3 separate regions of the Mus musculus genome follow, and regions 1 and 2 are each linked to region 3. Evidence: chromatin contacts called from public Hi-C and promoter capture Hi-C data. All regions are on one chromosome and are shown on one strand. Each heading gives the region's core, a stretch centred on a gene start, on an enhancer-like site or on the middle of the called end of the contact. The rest is flanking DNA. Distances are from core to core; before and after follow the strand shown. Region 1 has its middle 71 kb from the start of Gm32240. Region 2 holds the start of Jun (jun proto-oncogene). Region 3 overlaps Fggy (FGGY carbohydrate kinase domain containing).

Region 1 (3,186 bases), core at 256-2,755, 520 kb after region 3:
ACTTCCTGCACTGATTCTAAAATTGTCTGTAGAACAACAATGTCACTGAAGACACCTTTGGATCTTTAGGGCCTCCATAACCCATGGCAGGCATACATTTATGGAGAAGAGATTTGAATAAAAGAATAAGGTTTTGCATCTAGAGCTCTTGGGTTCTAGAATCATTACTATCTCATGGGAGTTTTAAAAGAGGGAATACTGCCTCACACCCTCTTTGCCTATTTCTGAACAAAACGTGCCAGCAGGTAAAGGTGGGGTTATCTTCAAGGCATACTGAAACTTCCTCAGACTCAACAGAATCCAGGTGAGGGAAATGCCAGAGGTGGAGCAGGCACACCCTAAAATGAGCATCCGTTCAATTCCAAATAGTGGAAGAAGCATGCCAAGTTCAGGCATTGGGCCAGGTAGGTCCAATATGGCAAAGGTGCCTGATAGCAGGGGGTTTCATGTAACACAAGGCGCATGAAGTTATGAAGTATCCAAGAATCTCCTGTTCTGAAAGGGAGACTCCAAACTGACCACATTTGAAGCTCCTACCCCATTCAGGTTAGTCTTGGGCACTCCTACATGTGTGTTAAATCTCTATTCATGGTCTCCCAAGTGATGCAGGAGGCCATTTTTACCCTCACCACCTCCAATAGTTACCAGAATGGAATGGGTTTCCCTTAAAATCACTTCAATATTGTCTCCCATGTCCAATCCCACCCAGTCCTTCCCACAGGCCAGACCCTGCTAGGTAGAAGGGAACAAATTCAGATCTGACCTTTATAGATCGGATATGACAGGTGTGATGTTGGAGGCTAGAATGAATGTCGGGAAGAAGACTAAAAAGATGTAAGCAAGGTCCTTCCAGAACATGGACAGGGATATGACACACAGTTAGTAGAGTTTGGGAAGGCCTCAGAAAGATGCTTGTGTATGAACTGCGCCTTGAAGGTTAAGCAGATGTTTGCCAGCTGGAGAAGGGCATAGAGCAGCCAGAGTCAAGGAGTGGGAGGGGATGTCCAGAGCATGGAAGAGTATAGAGTATGTTTGGGAGAATAACCAGCCACTGAGTGAGAGAACACGGCTGGAACAGCATACCAGAAGAAGTTTCAGGGTTTTCAGATTTTCTTCTGCACATTGCCCTATAAGCAAAGACAGCAGGACTCCCTAAGTCACCCAGGCTCCCAGTGAGTGCCAGGGAAAATGTTTAAGGTATCATTTAACCCAAAGCAAATGTACTATTAGCATTTTTTTTAAATCTCCAAGAAAGAAGAAGAAACAAAAGTTGTTGAAATGTGAAAATAATTAGAGAAACGACTTTCCCAGGGACCAAACATGGCCCACGCTGCGCAGAGGGAAGAACAAACAAACTTAGGGGCGGTTATGAAGCTGTAAAACTCCTTGTTTATTTCTGAAGAAAGAAATAACGTTGGAGCAAAGCCACCGAGCCTGCACAATCATAAATCAAGGCTGAGGCGGTAGGGAAGGAGGAGTAAGCCAATAAATTCAGAGGAAACAACGCTGCATTCCAGCTGTCCCAGGCGGCCTGAGAACCTGCTCTGCTCCGGTTCTGCAGCCCTGGATCACAGCATCCCAAAGTCAGAATGCCCTGCGTGTTCCTTGTGCGCTCGCCCAGTCAGAAAACATTTGGCTCTTCTGAGGGTTGTTCAGTTTTCAGAAAGAAGTGGGGAAAAGTTCTTTCAGAAGGCCCGAGTTCCCCCTTCTTCAGCTGCCTTCTTTCTGCAGGGTAGTTTCAGCCTAACAGAAACCCCCACGAGGCAGGGGGGCACGGTCAGGGCTCTGGAGGGAATTCCCACCCTGTGTGCTCAGAAGGGGAGCCCACGCTTCCATCCCAGACTGCTGGCTTCGGTAAACAGTCTCAGTGGAAAGGTCACCACTGACTTCTGAGCTGAGGGATTTTTCTCAGCTCACACCTCAGGTTTCTGGACAGAGTGGCCTTGTATTGTTTACTGAGAACTTGCTCCACTAACAGCACTGAGCCCTGAGCTGCAAGACACATAGAGCAAGCACCAGGAGCAGGCAAGGCTTCATGCTGGCAACCGGTTTAGTGATGTCCCTGCCTCAGACCTGTATGCTTTATTTTCTGTTTTTTTTAAAGGAGTGTGAACTTACTCCATTGAGTGATTTTACTCCATTGACCCCTACTTCACTCTGAGTCACATAAAGACATCTACACTTTGCATAATCTGCATACCGGCTCAGTACGATTAAACACCATTTTGTACCCTCGTAAGACAGGAAGCTGTGGTTCATTGCTTGCAGCACAAACCTGATGAGTCGGGGACGGTAGGACTCAGGTAAACGTCCACTTTCTATTAGCCACTAAATTCTGTTGTTTCAATAGCCAAAGCCAAAGCCCTGTCTACAGAACTTAAGTGGTTTGGAAACATGGAAAGTGACATGTCACTCAAGTGAATTAAGAGGTGAGTAACCACAATAACAAATTATTCACTGCTAGTTACCGATTACTGGACCACCAATTCCCCATGCCAAGCCCTTTACATATGCTAATTCAATGTGGTGAGAAGGAAGGTGGCAACTCCATTTCAGAGTTTAGAGAACTGAATTAGGGAGGGGCAAGTGTGTGGAAAGGTCACCTCACCCCCCAGAAAAGGAAAGCTATCTTGCTATTAAAGGTCAGTTTTTATATGTCGGGGTCTGTGGTCTCTACAGATGATAGAGAATATATTTGTGGTTTTAAAACTTAAAATGACTAGATTTTGTACTAAATCAGATGCCATCCAAACAGATTTCTACGTTTCTTGTGAATGAAACAAACTTAAATCATCTATATGTTTGTATGTGTGGTTTCTGCATTGTTCATGGAAGTATGTGCACTTGTACATGCATGTGTTTGTGTCAGTATAAAATCCAGAACCTTCCATGATTGTTCTTGAACTACTTATTGAAGATAGTGTGTCTCACTGAACCTAGAGCTCACAGATTTGGGTGTGAAGGCTAGGAGTATACTTGTCTCCACGTGCCCCTCACCACCTCCTCCAATCCTCCATGGTGAAGTTACAGATAGACGTTGTTCCCACCTTTTCTTTGGAGGGGGGATTCTGGGGAAGATGTCCTCATGTTTCACAGCAGCCACTTCACTGTTTGAGCCATGACCCCAGCCTCATGTCTCTATCTTTTGACTCCTGCGTCACCCTATGATGTGAGCAACAGGGATCC
Region 2 (2,911 bases), core at 245-2,744, 740 kb after region 3:
TCCTTTTTCTATCTTGCTTACGGGCTCCTGCCAAATCTCAACCCAGGATCCTCCAAATCACCCCACCCCCACCCCACCGACGGCCCAGGGTAACTCCGAAGCTGGTAGGGAAGGGGGCTATTCTCAGAGTCAAAACTAATGCCTGGCAGCCCGGTGTAGTGGACCTCATTCGCTCTACTTCTAGATGAGACCAATAAAGCTCAGAGAAGTTCTGAGATTTGCCCTTATGCCCTGGGAGAACCAAGCTTGCCACCTCTTTAGTCCTGAGGGGTGGAGGGTGGAGGGCTGATAGCAGAACCTTAGAAAAGAAATAACTTACATGTGTCTAGCGCTTCCTAGAGGCCGCACAGGATATGACTCCACCAGTGAGCGGGGAGGGGAGTTTTCAGCCTGTTTCTACCAGGGACTCCTGCTTAAGCACCGTGACTTGGGGCGAGTCCGCAGCTCTCAAGGCTTGTTTTCCCAGAAGCAAATCAGGGAGGGAGGAAGGGCGGGCGCAGACTGAGTGTGCGCGGGACCGTGTGTATGTGCTAGCGCAGGCGATCGCCGAGGTTTCCTGAGTTTCGAACCTTTATATGTTGCTTTCGACACCCCATGGGCGCTGGGCTAGCATCTTTCACACCTAGAGGAGGGGTCCCTCGGAGGCAAAGCGAACACCCCTCCCCCGGCACGTCCAGAGAATAAAGTGTTGTGCCGGGGACCCTGATGAGTCGGTTCCGAACACCGCAAATCTCTGGTTTCCAGGTACAGCACACTGCGGCGCAGATCCTTCTCCGAAACTAAACTTCCAAGCATACTCATCTTGGAGGGCTACTCTCAAACCCGCTCAACTTCAACGCACTTACGTGCTCCCACACCCAGGGCGCACACAACCCTTTTAACCCGCATCGCTCTGTCCCCCGGAAGTGCGGGGGTGCGGAGCCAGCTTCAGTCACTCAGATCATTCAGCCCTTTCTCGGGCGTGCGTGCGTGTGTGTGTGTGTGTGTGTGCCCGCGCGCGGGCGCGCGCCTGTGTGCAACCTTCACTCCCACCCAAGCTCTCCGCCCCCGGCCACTAGCGCGCCTCCCCTGCTTTCTGGATCCCCGCGTCTCGGTCCCAGTCCCCAGCCCTGAACTTGAGCCCGCCTCCGACAGACTCCGCAAGGGTCCTGCCGACCGGCAGCCTCCGTCACTAGACAGCCAAACCAAGACGTCAGCCCACAATGCACCGGGCGGGCCGGGAAAGACGCGCCGGGGAGGGAACCCGGGAACACAAGCCGAAGCTGAGCGCGGGAGGGGGGGGGGGGAGGAGGAGAAAGAAGGGCCCAACTGTAGGAGCGCAGCGGAGCATTACCTCATCCCGTGAGCCTTCGCGGGCCCAGAGAAGAATCTTCTAGGGTGAGGTCTCCATGGCGACGGGTGGGCCCGCCCCCCTGAGAACGACGCAAGCCAATGGGAAAGCCTCGGGGTGACATCATGGGCTATTTTTAGGGATTGACTGGTAGCAGATAAGTGTTGAGCTCAGGCTGGATAAGGACTCAGAGTTGCACTGAGTGTGGCAGAGACAGCCTGGCAGGAGAGCGCTCAGGCAGACAGACAGACAGACGGACGGACTTGGCCAACCCGGTCGGCCGCGGACTCCGGACTGTTCATCCGTTTGTCTTCATTTTCTCACCAACTGCTTGGATCCAGCGCCCGCGGCTCCTGCACCGGTATTTTGGGGAGCATTTGGAGAGTCCCTTCTCCCGCCTTCCACGGAGAAGAAGCTCACAAGTCCGGGCGCTGCTGACAGCATCGAGAGCGGCTCCCGACCGCGCGAGGAAATAGGCGAGCGGCTACCGGCCAGCAACTTTCCTGACCCAGAGGACCGGTAACAAGTGGCCGGGAGCGAACTTTTGCAAATCTCTTCTGCGCCTTAAGGCTGCCACCGAGACTGTAAAGAAAAGGGAGAAGAGGAACCTATACTCATACCAGTTCGCACAGGCGGCTGAAGTTGGGCGAGCGCTAGCCGCGGCTGCCTAGCGTCCCCCTCCCCCTCACAGCGGAGGAGGGGACAGTTGTCGGAGGCCGGGCGGCAGAGCCCGATCGCGGGCTTCCACCGAGAATTCCGTGACGACTGGTCAGCACCGCCGGAGAGCCGCTGTTGCTGGGACTGGTCTGCGGGCTCCAAGGAACCGCTGCTCCCCGAGAGCGCTCCGTGAGTGACCGCGACTTTTCAAAGCTCGGCATCGCGCGGGAGCCTACCAACGTGAGTGCTAGCGGAGTCTTAACCCTGCGCTCCCTGGAGCGAACTGGGGAGGAGGGCTCAGGGGGAAGCACTGCCGTCTGGAGCGCACGCTCCTAAACAAACTTTGTTACAGAAGCGGGGACGCGCGGGTATCCCCCCGCTTCCCGGCGCGCTGTTGCGGCCCCGAAACTTCTGCGCACAGCCCAGGCTAACCCCGCGTGAAGTGACGGACCGTTCTATGACTGCAAAGATGGAAACGACCTTCTACGACGATGCCCTCAACGCCTCGTTCCTCCAGTCCGAGAGCGGTGCCTACGGCTACAGTAACCCTAAGATCCTAAAACAGAGCATGACCTTGAACCTGGCCGACCCGGTGGGCAGTCTGAAGCCGCACCTCCGCGCCAAGAACTCGGACCTTCTCACGTCGCCCGACGTCGGGCTGCTCAAGCTGGCGTCGCCGGAGCTGGAGCGCCTGATCATCCAGTCCAGCAATGGGCACATCACCACTACACCGACCCCCACCCAGTTCTTGTGCCCCAAGAACGTGACCGACGAGCAGGAGGGCTTCGCCGAGGGCTTCGTGCGCGCCCTGGCTGAACTGCATAGCCAGAACACGCTTCCCAGTGTCACCTCCGCGGCACAGCCGGTCAGCGGGGCGGGCATGGTGGCTCCCGCGGTGGCCTCAGTAGCAGGCGCTGGCGGCGG
Region 3 (2,796 bases), core at 226-2,725:
TGAACTGAGGCCTGTAGGGTGGAACAGCAGGGGACAACATGAAAGACCACCACGAAGAGGCTCCTTTTTTAGTCAGTATTGTTAGTAACAATACTGAAAAGGAGATTAGAGCAAAACAGCATATTTTCAAAGGCTAGACTGGAAAGCCTTGTTATTAGGGCATGTGTCCAAAACCAGGATCAAATGAACTCAGAGAACTACAACACAACAGCAAAATCCAGAGGTTATCAGTTGGTATTTACTTAATGATATAGCTAGGTTTGGGGGCGGGGTGTTTATTTATTTATTTTGCTTAGAAGACTGGCAATATCGTCTGGCACAACCTCGGTATAGGCACAAGGGTATTAATCTTAGTATCAGTGTTACCATTGAACTTAGACATTTGACAAATGCTTTGATCATGTGTACTCTATATTAACTTACAAAATGCCAACTAAACCTTTGATTGCATACTACGTTATCACACAACATTTATGAGAGTCGGAAAGAGGCATGACTCTATCGATATAACTAAGCATATAAATTAAATCTAAGCTGAGCAGGTCAAAGAGCTAGAAGAGAAGTCACTTTTGTGTGCTTGTAAGAAACGCCCCACCTATTTCCCTCTCTCAACACCATTCTCCCAGCTATAAGATGACTGGAGCAGAGACACTATTCTCTCTGAGGTTTTCTAAGATTCCAAAGAGTTGACTCACTGCATCCCAGCTGGTCCAGTAGAACACTCCAGTGAGATATTTCAATAGGCTGTGCTCTCACGTGGCCTGGAGTTTATGGGATTGTGTCAGTTTGTCTCTTGGGGTGTCTCCAAGTACCTACTTATTCTGTCACCCAACTAATTTGCTGCTAAGACTATTGGAATTTTTTTTTTCAAAAAAACCTGTTAACTATAGGCTGTATTTAATAGCTACAATCTATAATCTCAGACATTAGCTGGGTAAGACTTCAGATACATACTGAGTTCAGACTACAGTTTAAAACCTGAAAAGATTGGGAGAGATGGGCTTCAAAGTTATGTATATCCAAGTCTCTATCCTCAATAAACTTAAAATCCAGCGGGAGCTGAGGGTTCAGGATGGGCTGAGCATGGGGTATACTTGTGAGTATACATGTTTATCTACCCTCAATTTCCCTGTGTGTATGTCAAATCAAACATACTGAACATAATTACAACCCGAGATGCCCAAGGCACATGTGCAGACTCCTACGACGATCAGAAATAACAGGCTGGGGTCAAAAGTCACATTCCAAGTGTTCCTGCCTCTGGTCATGTCTTCTCAAGCTAGCTGGAAGCAAGGATGCCACAGGCCCAGTTTCATGTAGGGCTAGGCGCCTATGGGCTGGATTCCCTGAATGACAAAGTCCAGATGCTTGCTCACAACTCTTTCGGGGAGAGGTGACTGGCTGAGAGCGGGGAGGTACTGCAGCTCCCTCTGTCCTTTCCCAGCCCTTCACCCTGAGGCTGGTTTGGCCTAAACCCCTGGCAGGACAGGAGGCAGGCTCCAGATGCCAACAGTCCTGGGAGGGAACAGGAGGCTTTGCTTGGACTGTCTGCTTCCAGGTTCGGATGTTTGGAGAGTGGCAGCAGACCTGTGTGGGACTGGGTATTTCCATGGTCATCTCTTCTTCCAAATGGACTAGGATATTGTCTTACCAGAGGGGGGAAAAAACACTTATACATCTATTTCTGCCAACTCCCTGATGACTACTTAAAACACACACACACACACACACACACACACACACACACACACACACACACACACGAGAGAGAGAGAGAGAGAGAGAGAGAGAGAGAGAGAGAGAGAGAGAGAGAGAGAGAGAGAGAGAGAGAGAGAGAATAAGAGCCTGGAGAAATGTTTATGAACAGAGGGAGGCTCTTGGTTTTTTACCTCTTGGTTTGCCTTGCTCGGCTGAACACTATAATGAGCTACCAGTGTGCCTGTCTCTCCCAGGAACCAGTTAAGATAAAAGTAGTTGCTATCTTCAAGGCAGTGAGCATGACAGAGCAATGTGAGCAGGGGCTTGGGAAGTAGACAAACTATTCTAGACAATTCTGCCTAGGCCATTGGCTGACCATGTGATTCTGTGTCTCTCTGAGGCTTAGTTTCCTGACCCATAAATGCGACTAATCATCAACCAGAACAAAGTCCAAGATCTGCATGGCACGGCACAGTGTGGACAAAGACACTGTGATACACTAGGCTCCTAAACAAACTGTGAAGCAGCAGGTGGTTTAATTCTACCCCTTCTTGAGATAGTGGGAAGCTTAGAGTTCTCACATGGCCGCAGGCCCGTTATTAGTCTGTCTCCTTAGGAAACCCTTCCCCCTCCCTGTGATCTCTCCTACACCTTTTATTACCTCCCTCTCCCTGGGCTCATCTACTCCAGCGAGTGCAGGGACAATGTGTGTGTCGTAGAGTGCCACATGTTTACCTCAGACTCAGACCCCACTCCTGAGTCTCTCACTAATGTGACTTGCATATCCAGATGATACATCTAAAAGAGAATCTGCTACCCTTTAGGGCTCTTCTTATTCTTGGTCTTTCTCTAGATTCCAGTCTTAACTTATTCACTTTTCATCTGCCCACAGCAGGTCATCCTGTTCTTCTGTCCACAAGCACAGTCTGTTCCCCATTGCTGCTGCCTTAGTATTATCTCCCATGTCTTGCTTGTACTATTTCATCAGCAAGTAAACTGATTTCCCTTTCTCAGTTATTTTCCTCCTCTCCTCCATCCTCTCTACCCCTACTCAGGCCAAATTCTGTATGTCCAGCAAATGACCTTTCTAAAACAAAA

What was found. Promoter capture Hi-C pulls out the DNA fragments that hold promoters and counts their contacts. A called contact is a pair of places that touch in the nucleus more often than the background predicts.
Region 1: a Hi-C map of uterus shows a contact between it and region 3, with 1.6 times the contacts expected there. The contact joins two enhancer-like sites. A contact is called at or near these places in 1 of 15 datasets of contacts at CTCF or cohesin (the NIH/3T3 cell line) and 2 of 484 Hi-C or Micro-C datasets (both in uterus).
Region 2: a contact with region 3 is called in a promoter capture Hi-C map of liver, with 14 times the contacts expected there. The contact joins the promoter of Jun here to the enhancer-like site in region 3. A contact is called at or near these places in 14 of 39 promoter capture datasets (the 3T3-L1 cell line, the C10 cell line, cranial neural crest and 6 more), 2 of 15 datasets of contacts at CTCF or cohesin (the NIH/3T3 cell line and large pre-B cells), 14 of 484 Hi-C or Micro-C datasets (adipose-derived mesenchymal stem cells, bone marrow-derived macrophages, embryonic fibroblasts and 7 more), 40 of 115 datasets of contacts at active chromatin or transcription factors (the 230-238 cell line, the NIH/3T3 cell line, acute myeloid leukemia and 29 more) and 3 of 9 other capture datasets (adipose tissue, embryonic stem cells and pancreatic islet).

What each region holds. Positions count from the first base shown.
Region 1 is chr4:95,277,235-95,280,420 of GRCm38.p6, reverse strand. No RefSeq gene overlaps it. Among named protein-coding and RNA genes, the nearest start is that of Gm32240, 71 kb to the right of the region's middle. Within about 2 kb of position 1,505, at least 100 of the 459 cell types and tissues checked have an H3K27ac peak or open chromatin away from gene starts, as enhancers often do. A contact at or near this core is called in uterus, where this site is marked.
Region 2 is chr4:95,050,805-95,053,715 of GRCm38.p6, reverse strand. Jun (jun proto-oncogene) reads left to right here and starts at 1,494. Exons shown (of 1, transcript NM_010591.2): 1 at 1,494-2,911. The coding sequence starts at 2,445. Junos (a long non-coding RNA gene) reads right to left here and starts at 1,399. Exons shown (of 5, transcript XR_867920.3): 1 at 1,334-1,399.
Region 3 is chr4:95,793,415-95,796,210 of GRCm38.p6, reverse strand. The region is part of intron 8 of Fggy (FGGY carbohydrate kinase domain containing); the gene reads right to left. Among named protein-coding and RNA genes, the nearest start is that of Hook1, 170 kb to the left of the region's middle. Within about 2 kb of position 1,475, at least 68 of the 459 cell types and tissues checked have an H3K27ac peak or open chromatin away from gene starts, as enhancers often do. A contact at or near this core is called in adipose-derived mesenchymal stem cells, craniofacial prominence, extraembryonic endoderm stem cells and 9 more, where this site is marked.